Regions from separate parts of the Zea mays genome. Here region 1 is linked to region 2. Evidence: chromatin contacts called from public Hi-C data. All regions are on one chromosome and are shown on one strand. The core of a region is the stretch at or near the end of the contact, and the rest is flanking DNA. Distances in the headings are between cores, read along the strand shown.

Region 1 (7,021 bases), core at 126-2,625, 390 kb after region 2:
AGCAGTCCTCCATCTATTCTTGACAGTAGCTTGATTGTACTCCTGCATCACATCCGTCCAATATTTGTCAGACTTCTTGTTGTTTCCACCAATTGGGTCGATGGAGTGTTTGAGCCAAGCACTCATCTGCATACAAAGAGAATTTGTAAGTACAATGTGAAGCAGCTATAAAATTGACAAGTTAAATAATGAAAATACCACTCTCCCATCTTCCTCTGATTTCCATATTAGCTTGGCCTCAGTCCTAACTTCTTCATCTCCATCGTTTCTATCATTGTCTACAGGGTTGTCATGTGATTCATCCAATTGTGTGACATGTGATGTTCCTCTAACAAAATGAGAATTCTGACCCATCATATAATTTATGAACCCATCAGAGCTGAAAATAATTCACAAAAAGGAAGATGTAAGCCTACATACTGCATTTGTATAATTAAAACAATCTATACAAACAATCTGCACTATCAAATAATTCTGTTGAACACCCGAGCACACAGCCATACGTACTGGACAATGTATACAAGCAAATTTCTGTTCAGAAAATGAATTTCATAGTGAATATGTTTTCAGAACAATGTATACAAGCAAATTTCTTTTCAGAAAATGAATTTTGGAACATGAACAATGTGTACTGCATAAGCTTACTGAATCCATACAAGCAACTCCATACTGAACAAGGTTACCAGCAGCATGACTTACCTATGAAGCAAATCCGAATAAGTTGAAGAAGGTCCTGATGCCATAGATGAAGCAGAGCTAGCAGATGAGAATGGGCCGAATGAGGGGCGACTGCCAGGGGAAGGGCCACCGCGGGGGGAAGAGCTGTGGATGCCGGAACCCAACTGAAATCCAGGGCCGCTGCTCAGGGAAGAGTGGAATCCAGCACCGCTGCTCGGGGAAGAGTGGAATCCAGCACTTGTTGGAGATCCGTCGATGCCGACCGAATGGAGCCCGACGCTGCCGTTGGACGAGCCATGAACACCAGTAGGGGACGGGAACCGGGTCGCAGCGGTGTTGGAAGGTGCCACAAAGGGCCGGCGACTGGAGGCCAAGCGCTGAGCGGCGGCAGAGGTCTGATGGCCGGTGGATCTCTGCATGGTTGCCGCCGGTTCAGAGAAGGTGCAGAGGTAAGATTTGGGAGAGAAAATAGAGGGAATAAGGAGAGGAAGTGATTTAGCACCTGGATTTCGCGCCAAAAACAAAAATTGGTGGCGCGGCCGCACAGGATCTGCAAGAGACGGCCGGAACTCGTACAATCGGAAGAGGCGGCGTCGGTTCTTGCTAGGGACGGGAGCCAAAGACGTCTCTCCACCAAGCACCGGCTGCAGAGATTTTTTTTAGAAAACCCCCTGGAGACAGATGTGGAGACGCTTGATTAAATGGCGTTGTACACGCCCTAAGTCCATGTATTGGTTGGCCAAGTAGCGCACACAGTCTCCAAAACTAGTAGCTGGAGTACAGTTTAACTCCACCTTAAAGTTTATCTGCTTCGACCTCCCAACTCGCACTCGATTGAGCCGTTGCTTTGGGCGTTCCATACATAAATCGCCATCGCGGCATCGGGCCAAGCGCGAAATTATTGCGAGTTTGCTAGCCCCAACCACACCAACACCACCCGCTCCGCGTGGCCATCTTCCTCCTCGTCTCCACTCTCCACTGCAAGAGCTAGACGAATTAATGCTGAGGCGTCTAGCTCTTCCCTCGCCGGCACTGGCCGCATGCTAAGGCGAGAGTGGCCTTCTTCTCATGACCAGTGCATGGTTGGTCCGGGCGTACGTTCCCATGTTGCTCCGTAGCAGAATCTCGTCGGCGTCCATGGAGAAGACGCGCCGTCACCGGGTGCTGGCTGTGCTGCTGCTGCTGGTGGTGGTGCTGGTCTCCGCTCTCCCTGATCTCGGGAGCTGCCACAAAGATGATGCCGGACAAGGTATGTCAAGGCAGTGCGTCTCTATCTGTTGTCTCTCTTCGTGTGTCTATGTGAGTATATATGAGATAATTGGGCAACCGCTCCATGGGCATGGATTACCTTAATCATTGGGTTCTCCTTTTAATAACATATTCGGCTGATGCTAACTGGCTGTAGGAGGAACTACGAACCCAGAGGAAGATATGGTCTCTGTCTCCGAAGCTAGGTGAGATCTTCTTTCAGCTAATCCTGAGCCGGACCGGTTGTCCGATTCTAGTTTTCTTTGAGCATTCCAGATTCGGACAGTTCTCCTAAAAAATAGGGTTTTTTAAGCTGATGCTCTCGGATTTTCTGGTGTGCTTATTTTTACCTTTAGTCGTGTTTTTTTCTCAGTTTATATAAGTACTGGTTTGGAAGTATTCCCGAGGATAGTGAAATTAGCTCAATTTCTCCTGTGAATTCCTGAGGGAATTTAATTTTCTAAACTAACCTAAGTGTTTTTAGCTCAAACATTGGTGTTTAGCTACCGAACAGGGATGGCATTAGGCCCCGCTCTTTTTTTTCTTAATCTCTACTATATAAAGTATGACTTCTCACTTTTTTACCATTATCTTGCGTCACACGATAAAATTATACACAAGTGAAGGTTTAATCATTGGTTATTTACTCTTTATTCTCACATATAACCAACAAAACATATATTTTTTATGTTTTATATTCTATAATCAAACATAATATAAACAAAAGTCTATATAAAAGGCGTATCAAGGCATCTAACTATGCTAGCTGAAAAGCCAATACCGATTCAGCTTTGACTTCTTTCATGTAGCAGATGACACATCTTCAGCGCCATGCCTTTCAGTTTTCACCTGGAAACAGCGAATAGAAAAAATCAATGCGGATCACCTGTATATTCGGCACACCTATATATCTACCCTTCATGCATGGATCACATTTCACAAACTGTACGTAGTACCAACCAACAACTACACTACTGTCGATAGAAACAAGGATGGGCTTGGAATCATCCATCCATCCATTGGTTGTCAGGAATTGACAGCTGAACCAACGACACACACCAAGGCACCAAGCAGCCTCATCCCTCAGATGATGATGACACATCGACGCTTCTCAGATTGTTCTGCGCCTCTTGTGCTCACACTCCTTTTTGCCTCCGCTCAATTATTGCCTTATTGGCAGCAGGACAACCCACCACGGTGACCGGACCAGGAAATTCCTGCACGAGCAGCAGCAGCAGAACAGGTACTGGTCCGGGGATTTCGGCGACAAGGTGTCGTCGTTGACAGACTCCAGCCAGTACCCTCCAGACAGTGGAGGCAGTTCTTCTCAAAGCCCAGCGTCGACGTTCAAGCCAGACCAGTGGCAGCCATGGCTACCGTGGGCACCCAAGGCCCCGCCACCGATGAGCGTTCCTCCAGCGCAGGCCCCGGCACCTTTCCCCGCGGGGGTGGTCTCAAACCCTGGGCACAGCATCGCGCTGCCCCCGCAGCCGGCGGTGGTGGTGCCGGCCGACGCCGGCAGTAGGCCGGCGGTGGGTGCCGGCGTTCCGGCTGGAGGAGCGGGAGCGAGGCCGCGCTCTGGCGGTGTTGGCAGGCCTGTCTACGCCATGGCTGCGGCCGGGGCCTCCCTCGCCGCGGCCGCGGCCGTGGCGCTCCTCGTCCTCTGCTACCGGTCCAGCAGCGTGGTCACCGTCAGGCCCTGGGCGACGGGGCTCAGCGGGCAGCTGCAGAAGGCGTTCGTCACGGGCGTGCCGTCGCTCAAGAGGTCGGAGCTCGAGGCCGCGTGCGAGGACTTCAGCAACGTCATCGGCTCCCTGTCGGATTACATGGTGTATAAGGGGACGCTGTCCACCGGCGTGGAGATCGCCGTGGTGTCCACCACCAAGAACTCTGCCAAGGAGTGGTCCAAGCACTGCGAGTCACAATTCAGGAAGAAGGTTCAAAATAAAATAAATGCTGCCACTCTGAGACTGTCCATCCGATATACGTGCTTGCTCAGCATCAAACTAGTAACAAATCAGCTGACATCAATAGCTAGAGTAGTAATATACTAGCGATGCAAATCTTTCACTTTCAGATAACAAGCCTGTCCAGAGTGAACCACAAGAACTTCGTCAACCTGCTGGGCTACTGCCAGGAAGAGCAGCCGTTTACGAGGATGATGGTGTTCGAGTACGCTCCAAACGGCACGCTCTTCGAGCATCTGCACGGTAGTCACTCGGCTGCACTGGACTGCATTGGAGGAGCTCTTTGTGTTGTGTTGTTTGACAAGGTGTTCTGCATGCGCTGCAGTCAGAGAAGACGGTTACCTGGACTGGCCCACTCGCCTGCGCGTGGCGGTCGGCGTCGCCTACTGCCTGGAGCACATGCACCAGCTGAGCCCGCCGGAGATCCTGCGGGCGCTGGACACGTCCACCATCTGCCTCACCGACGACTTCGCGGCCAAGATCTCCGACGTCTTCTTCTGCGACGAGCCCCGCCGGCAGGAGGGGAGCCTGTCCCTGTCGGCGCTGTCGGACCGGGAGAGCGTGGTGTACAGCTACGGGATGGTGCTGCTGGAGACCATGACCGGCCGGTTCACGGCGTCCGACGGCGGCCTGCTAGAGGCCTGGGCCGCGGCCTACCTGAGAGGGGAGCGGCAGCTCCGGGACGTGATGGATCCCGCCCTGCGGCGGTCCTTCCACGCCGCCACCGTGGACAGGCTGGACGGCGTCATCAGGGGCTGCACCGACCGGGAGCCCAGGAGGCGGCTGACCATAGCGGAGGTCGCCAAGCGCCTGAGGGAGATCACTGCCATGTCACCCGACGCGGCCACCCCCAAGGTTTCGCCGCTGTGGTGGGCGGAGCTGGAGATCATCTGCGCAGAGGTCAACTGAGGTCAACCTGAGACGGACGTGCCAATGTTTGTCGTGAAAAGGCTGTTTCGTGGTAGATACACAGGTTGCTTCTTTTTGATATTTTTATTTTTTAGGTTTATGTTGAAGTTTGTGTCCATCTGTACATATGAACAAAATGAAGTGTGCAACCAAGCTGATTGTTTTAAAATATTATTTTAATAATTAATTATTAAAAAGAATTGCAAAAGTTGTACGATTTCAAGATCTGTCTGTCTTAAGAGCTGGTTCCAACCTTCATAGGTAACGATATCTCTTCGCAATTTATTTGAGCTCTTAACAAATTTTAGTTAAAAAATGAATAGAAATAAATATCGGTCCTAACTTGATTGATCCTTAAAATTTATAGTGTAAGATTTAGAGCCGATTACCATCCATAAGTGAGTGAGTGGGTGGGCGGTCAGTACTGGCTCCACTTCAATATTGATAGGTTTGGATGAGTAGGGTTATAATGGCTAGATTCTTTTAAGACTTGAGAATCTATAAAGAGTAAAATACAGTAGAGGTCATCGATCTTGCTATAATGTCACTTGTCATTGAACTTATAAAATCAACAAAGTGGGTTCTTTAACTTTGTCGGCCCATACAAAACCATCTAAAATCATGTTTGTTCATATCGGATGTGACGTGCCATGTTGGAGTTACCTAATCCTAAACTTGACATGACCACGAACTTTCATCAGTGTGCTTTAACATGGCACATCACATTGGTATCCGGTTTGAACAAACTCAGTTTTGAACGATTTTACACATGCTGACAAAGTTAGAAGACACATTTTGTTGTTTTTTAAGTTCGATGATTCAAGTGACACATGTCAAGATCAATGATCGCTGCTGCATTTTACTTGGTTATAAATATATCCATTGGTCGACCTTGGCTACTATCATATAGTCTCTAGCACTTGTATACACCACTTTTGGATTGAGAAACATACTCTACTTACTTCAAACACATAGTTCATCACTTAGATGAGATTGGATCACTTCTAGTGCTTCATGTAGTGTTCATGCAACTTGTGGCACTAGTGGAGTCAGTTAGGCTAGTTCTACGCCTATTACTCTTGGTGATTGTCGTCACCTACACAACTTGATGATTGTGAGATCGACAGCTATATGTGACTATTGTTGGTTCTGATCATTCTTGTGATGGGCTCTTGTGCTCATCCCCGCGGGAGATTTGTAAAAAGAACTCTATTGAAATAGTGACTTGTTGAAGTGTCTCTCTATTATGATTTTATGGTAACATTATCGTGGATGACTTAGGTTGATGGTAAGCAAGCAAACCTCGAGGATAAACCGTGTCATCTCTTGACCCATATGGTTTGCTCTAACTATTCTTGCTATTACATTTACTTATTGCTAGTTTGTTTATTTGTTGATTATATTGTCTCGTTTCTCTTGTTTACTCATTTCCATACATATCATTTACAAGTTTTTTGTTTGGTTAGCAAAATAGGGTTGAATAATTTACGCTTCCACATATCATATATAGTGGAAGGTTTTAGATCTTTAGTTGAGCCCAATGGTTGATTAACGGTGTGTTTGGCTTGTGGAGTCAACCTATGCTTCATAAGGTGATCCATTATGAGTTCATCTCATAAATTTTGATAGAATCAACTCATTTATCATGTATATACTAATTATTAGCTTATAAGGAATGAATTAACGATGGATCAACTCATTATATTTTACAAACCAAATAAAAAATTGAGTGAAAAGATGACCCAACTAATTCCTTAAAACAAACACACACAAAATATAGATAGATACTTTTAAACATGAGGACCTGACTGATAAGCCATAAAAAGTTAATCTACAGCGTATTTTACTTTTTAAAATTAAATTCTTGGTGGTGATTTAACTAGGACAAGAGCGAGCAACTGTATGACTATTTTTTCGGTTTAGGACCAGTTTTTTAAATATATATATACTTATATAGTTTAAATCTAAATGTCAGGATGAATCGTGAGAGATGTCCAAAGAATATACAATTCAAACTACAACCTCCATCAGATCCACTCCTTTGAGTGGGCAATTCAAATCCAATAACGTTGCGGGGCTCTCTCGTTTGCTGCGTCTGTTTACCGAGTCAATTTCTACCGGTAACAGATAGCACACCTGACATCTCGACTACCACTGACCTGCCCCACATACATCCTTGCATAACGTAGAAGCTATAATGAAATGGAAATAGAATAATC
Region 2 (6,356 bases), core at 3,839-6,338:
TTGCCCAACACAAATAATTGGACTAACTAGTTTGTTCAAGATTATACATTCTACAGTTGTCAAAGGTTCAACACAAACCAATCAAAAAGAACAAGTTAGGTCTCAAAAGAAAGGAGCAAAAAGGAAACCGAAGGCCGCCCTGGTCTGGCGCACCGGACAGTGTCCGGTGCACCAGGGTGAATCGGCTCGAACTCTTCACCTTCGGGTTTCCCAGGCGCAGCTCCGCTATAATTCACCGGACTGTCCGGTGTGCCACTGGACAGTGTCCGGTGCACCACCGGACTGTCCGGTGCACCAGCGGAGCAACGACTATCTGCGCGCAACGGTCGACTCTGACGGATGAACAGTACCGCGACAGAAGTCAGAACAACGGTCAGAAGGGCACCGGACTGTCCGGTGTGACACCGGACTGTCCGGTGCCACATGAGGACAAAGCCTCCAACAGTCGACCAGCTCAGAGGCCTAACGACGAGGTGACGTGGCGGCGCACCGAACACTGTCCGGTGGCGCACTGGACTGTCCGGTGCGCCCTTCACCAGCAGACTACACCAACAGCTAGATTTTGGTTTGTGGCTATAAATACCACCCCAACCGGCCACTTCAAAGTGTGGGAGTCCAAACAACATTCCAAGTCATATAGTTGACATACTCAAGCCCTCCCAACCACATATATTCATTGATCCATCATATACACAAGATTTAGACCACTACAACCAACACAAGTGCCACAAAAGAGAGAGCAAGCAATAGAGAGCTACTCATTTGAGTTTAGCACTAGTGCCTTGTGAGATTCATTGAGAGATAGTGTGTGCTACATCTTTGTGTTCATTTGCGCGTGGAGTTTTGACTCCCATTGAACTTCCTCCAAAGTTTTGGAGGCTTGTAAAGCTAGCAAGAGACGCCAAAGTGTGTGGTGATCCTTGCGGGGTCTTAAGTGATCCTTGAGAAGAAGAAGAGCTCGTTGGTCTTTGGTGATCGATGGAGAGAGGGAAAGGGTTGAAAGAGACCCGTCCTTAGTGGACTCCTCAACGGGGACTAGGCCTTCGAGGGCCGAACCTCGGTAAAACAAATCACCCGTGTCCATTGTGTTTATTGATTATGATTTGTTTGTTTTCCCTCACTCTAAGTTTTTCTTGCACTATTCTTTGCTAACCTTATTTGGTGTTGCTTTAAGTTAAATTCTCATTTAGTGAAGCAACACATTGCAAGAAAGAACTCGTGTCATTACTCTTCTCATCTAAGCCTTCTTGCTTTATTCTCATAGACTTGTTAGTAGTATTGATTTATCAATTCCGCATTATTTAAGAGCAATACTCTTTACAAGCAAGAACTTAGTTTTTATACTCCGATAATTGTATATCTTGTTCTAACCACTAATCAAGGGATCTAGTTGGGGGATAAAGTTTTAATTTTCAGGTTTCGCCTATCCACCCCCCTCTAGGCGACTTTCAGAGGAGTCACCCAAGCATACTTTGAGCATTCTAAGTCTTTCACATTCCGTCTCCGCGCACTTGATTGACTTTGTTAGTGATTTGAGCTCCGTTCTAGTGGTGAACTTGTTGCGCTTCATTTGAGCTCAAGTCTTGGCTTGTGTGTGTGCGTATTGCTGCAGATTTGTGTGTGTTGCTTCCCACCCTTACTCTTGTGCTTTCACCGTGATCTTTATTGTAAGGGCGAGAGACTCCAACTTGTGGAGATTCCTCACGAACGGGAAAAGAGATAAGAAAGAAGAACACCGTGGTATTCAAGTTGATCATTGGATCACTTGAAAGGGGTTGAGTGCAACCCTCGTCCATTGGGACGCCACAACGTGGAAATAGGCAAGTGTTGTACTTGGCCGAACCACGGGATAACTCGCGTGTCTCTTGTGATTGCTTTTCTGTGACTACTTGTGTATTCGCAAGAGCTCGCTACTTAGCCATACTAACACTTAACGAAGTTTTATTGGCTATTAGTTGTTGAATTTTACAGGATCACCTATTCACCCCCTCTAGGTGCTCTCAAGGTGTCCACGGTGCACCATGCCCTCGCCCCCTCACGTCGCTCAGCTGCCCGCCCCTACCCCCTCCGCAACAGACATCGCACGACCCTCGTCTCCCTGTCCTTGGCGCCCCAATCCCGATGACGGCGCTCACGCTTTACATGCCGATGCGCTCGTGACTGTCGCACACGCCCTCACTCGCGCTTTGCCCGCTACATCTGCCGCAAAAATGGCCACCCTTACCCGCGCCCCCGCCGTCACCTCAAGTACTGCAGCTACGACTCCTCCGGGATCGCGCTCGATGCCGACGCACAGCTCCCTCCCCCGCTTCCACTTCCCCTTCTGATGTGCGGTCGTACGCCCTGTTGCCCATGTCTTCATTGGTGCATTTGCCGGAGACCCGAACCCACCACAGTAGGTATGCCCAGCCCCTTCTCTTCCCTTCTTGTTGTGCAAATTTGAGCATTCGAACTCTAGTCTCTACTACTCTATAAGTGAAAGCTTTTTGTGGGTTTTGGTAGTTTGGATGACAACCCAATTAAAGGGCTGACAGATGTGTTAAGTGTTTAACAAGTGCTTAGTGTAAAGCTTGTAAAGTTCTGCACAAGTGTTCAAGAGTGATGGTCCAAAGGCTGAGTTGATTATGGTTATGGACATCACGAGTGAAGAGGTAAGAATATTACTTTAAAGGAGTCTCGATGTTCATATCTTGGAGACAACTGATCAAGCCAGGGATGGAAGCAATAAGAGCTTCGAGGTATCGAGTGCACGTAAGAAGGTCGAGGAACCCAAAGCCAGAGTGAAGAAAAAGACTTGCAAAGTTAAGGTTAATCGAGTTGAGAAGAGCTATGGTGCATCAAAAATCACTACTTAAGGATGTGACTTACAACCAATGAGATAACATCTATAAGTTATGTGGTGTAAGTCATGAGGTTCAAGATGTATATGAAGGTCACTAGAAGGAGGGGTAGTGTCAAAGCTAGAACCTGAAAGCAACCCAAAAGAGCTAAGTTCATTCTGACTTTTAGTTCAGGTTGTTCCTGTGTTTGGATATGTTACATGTGACCTTTATAGGATGTTGGAGCTCATAGGTGGCAATCTAGATCAAGTCTTGGAGACTCAAGGTTTTGGAGTCCAACATCGACTTCAAATAGGCCAAAAGAAGCAAAACAGCGAAGAAGGATAAGTATGCAGGTTTGACATTCAAATATGTTGTATACACCTTTTACTATGTATACGGCACTTTAGTTTTGCTCTCTAACCATGTTTGTAGAGAAAAGTGTCATTTGGAGCTCTATTTGAGGTGAAACAGAGATCCTGGATAAAAGAAGTGGAGGAGGTATGAACCCATCACTTAGTCAATTGTTTTGGTGGCTAACTATGTTTGTCTAAGTATTAGCGAACCTCTCAAAATGAGTCGATAAGAAGTAAAGGGGTTTAGCTCAAAAGATGCAACCTTGGGCTTCACTATGCTTCACCGGACAGTCCGGTGTGCACCAAACATGTCTGGTGCCTGGACTACTCAACTGGTCACTTAGTCATCCTGTTTGGCCGATGCTCGAGCATGATATAGTTCCGTCTGCCAGTCCTCCGCCACTCAGGCCGTGCGACGAGGCACTCGAGGCGCCTCCGCTGCAGCGCGCGGTCCTCGCTTGTGGGCGCATCACCGATAGTCCTCAACAAGACGGTGCCATGGCTGAAGCATTCTGTCGAGTATTGGGTGGGGCAAGTTGTTGGTGGCTGAGCCATCCTGGAGCAGCGTGTGGTTGCTCGGAATGAGGGAATCCAGATTGGAGCGGAGCATCCAATTGTGCCTTAGGTAGTCGGCCTGTCCCTCCAGCCAGCGCGCCCACCCGACGCGAAGCTGCATCTCGGTGGCCTGCGATGTGGCGACCCCCACCGTGAAGGCGGAGGCGAGAGAGTCAGCCTCGGCGTCATCGGTGTTGGCGATGGAATTGACCTCAGCGGCGACGGTGGTGACAGTGAGGAGCGGTTCGAGCGTGGCGGGGTGGTTGGCGTCGTCTTCCTCGGTGAAGCCGGTGCCATTATTGATGGTGATGCAATCGTCGATGTCCTGTTCTTCCTGGAAGTGAGCAGGATACTCGAACAACCCACCCCATTTGTCGACGATGATGCAGTCCTCGCCTTTGACGAAGAGGCCGCCCCAGCCGTCAGCGACCACGTCAAGACACTCGTGGGTCGCGATGACCTTTGCGTCTCGCTTCGTCCTCAACGCCGCGGAAGGCACAATGGCTACTGCTACCTCCAGGTCGTGGATCGACGCCGAATGGTGCACCGCTATCGACTCCCGACCGCGCCACCGTGCTTCCTGGGCAGCGAGGCAGGCACTGAGCGCGCGAAGGATCTTCGTTTGTTCCTCCAGTGTGGACTGAAGGTTGGGCTCCATATACTTCGAGACCGGTGACGTCTGATACCAATTGTTAGCACCCCTGTCCACGGATGCAGTCAGAAGTACAGAGCATCACTGGTTTTACCGATAACAGGAAGGAAAAGCAGCTAAGCAGGGAGAGGTAGAGGACTAAAAGGAAGAGGAACTCTAACCCTAGAAGAAGCTAGAGATAGGAACCAACAACTAGGAAGGAGGAAGGCGATACTGTTCTGTTCTCTTCGATCCCGTGTCGCTGTCTCTTGTAAAAGATGTTCATATACTGTTCGACGCTAAGGCCCAAGACCCATATCGTTAAACTAGGAGTAAGCATATCGTTAAACTTTAAGCTTTTAGATAATTTCTTCTTTCATCAAGAGTGAAGACCGGAGAGTAGTGTCATTCGTGCATGCTCTTTGTAGTGTTCACAGGTTGGCGAGGACACTAGGATTCAATCTCATGCATCTATTTTTCCTCATAGTTTTTAGAGGATCTTGCTATTCATTTATCAACCATCGGCGGCGAAATTGATTGTACCTTTTGGATTGATGACGTTTCTCTTTGTAGAAATTATATGTTGTATAACTATTTACGTTATATATGACAGAATTGGTATATCGTCGCTACGCATAGACATTGGGACGAGACCAAAAAGACCTACCATCCATCGCTGTTGCTTCAATGCACGATATTCTACTCTCCCACCGTCCCACGTGGCGCCACGTGAGCGTCTCCTTACGCCAACCGCGCGGTGACCACACCACCAGGCAACAAACCGCCGGAGCCTTGCGGCTTGCGCTCGTATTCGCCGCTCACCACACCCATCTGCCCTCCCGGTTTCCCTTTCCCCCCTCCTCCTCCTCAGCGTCATGATGTCCTCGACGCCGCTGTCGCAGCCGGCCACCGCCGGCGACGACGACGACGATATGGAGTCCCTCCCCCTTGCCGCCGCCTCCGACTACGCCTCAGTCGCCTCCACCTTTGACCCCCTCTTCTCCTCCACCTCCGCCACCGCCACCTCGCCCCGCTCCCCTCCCACGCGCGCCGCCGCTTTCACCCTCTCCCCGACCTTTTCCTCCTCCTTCGTTGACCCGCCCTCCTACGCCGACGCCACCGGCGCCGGCGCCGGCGCCGTCTCCTCCTCCCCGTGCTCCGCCTCCTCACCCTCCTCCGCGTCGCCGAGATCCGCGCGCGTGGCGGCCTCCGAGTACTCCTTCCTCGCCGTCTCCGACCCGGAGACTGAAGCAGAGCCTGCCGCCACCTCGCTCGTCCCCGGATCCGCGCCCACCTACGTCTCCTACCTCGTCACCAGCGTCCGCCGCGGGGACCCCGACCAGCGCCGCCATTCCGTGCGCCGCCGCTTCCGCGACTTCGTCACGCTTGCAGACCGCCTCGCCGACGCCTTCCGGGGCCATTTCGTGCCGCCGCGCCCGGACAAGAACACCGTCGAGAGCCAGGTCATGCAGCGGGACGAGTTCGTGGCTCAGCGCCGTGCTGCGCTCGAGCGGTATCTCTGGCGACTCGCCGAGCACCCGGCCATCGGCCCCAGCGACGAGCTGCGCGTCTTTCTGCAGGCCGAGGGCAAGATGCCACTGCCCGGCACCACTGATATGGCATCGCGGATGCTGGATGGTGCAGCAAGGCTGCCGCGGCAGCTCATTGCTGGGGAAGATACCGTCACCGCACCACAGGAAGTCGTGCAGCCTGCCAAGGGCGGCAGGGACCTGCTTAGGATATTCAAGGAGCTCAAGCAGTCGGTGGTAACTGACTGGGCTGGTGTCAAGCCACCCTTGGTAGAGGAGGATAGGGAGTTCCTGGAGAAGAAAGAGAAGCTGCAGGAGTGGGAACAGCAGCTCACCAGTGCGTCACAACAGGTGATCTCTTCTCCCTCAAATGCCAAAACTTTGATGTAATATGTGCCTCGTAGTTCATTGTTATGATCATGGGGTACTGAGGCAATGTATTTCTGACCTTCATCCAAAAAAGAAT

What was found. Hi-C and Micro-C count contacts between places; a contact is called where the count stands out from the background.
Region 1: a contact with region 2 is called in a Hi-C map of ear, with 1.8 times the contacts expected there. The contact joins the promoter of LOC103631498 here to the promoter of LOC103630267 in region 2. A contact is called at or near these places in 2 of 25 Hi-C or Micro-C datasets (ear and tassel).

Annotation. Positions count from the first base shown.
Region 1 is chr6:152,437,697-152,444,717 of Zm-B73-REFERENCE-NAM-5.0, forward strand. LOC103631498 reads right to left here and starts at 1,376. Exons shown (of 3, transcript XM_020539538.2): 1 at 700-1,376; 2 at 199-379; 3 at 1-126. The coding sequence starts at 1,097. LOC100281100 (ATP binding protein) reads left to right here and starts at 1,602. Exons shown (of 5, transcript NM_001363939.1): 1 at 1,602-1,927; 2 at 2,084-2,132; 3 at 3,110-3,863; 4 at 4,004-4,136; 5 at 4,219-4,999. The coding sequence starts at 1,747. The coding sequence ends at 4,802.
Region 2 is chr6:152,046,207-152,052,562 of Zm-B73-REFERENCE-NAM-5.0, forward strand. LOC103630267 (sorting nexin 2B) reads left to right here and starts at 5,089. Exons shown (of 5, transcript XM_008651332.4): 1 at 5,089-6,241. The coding sequence starts at 5,237.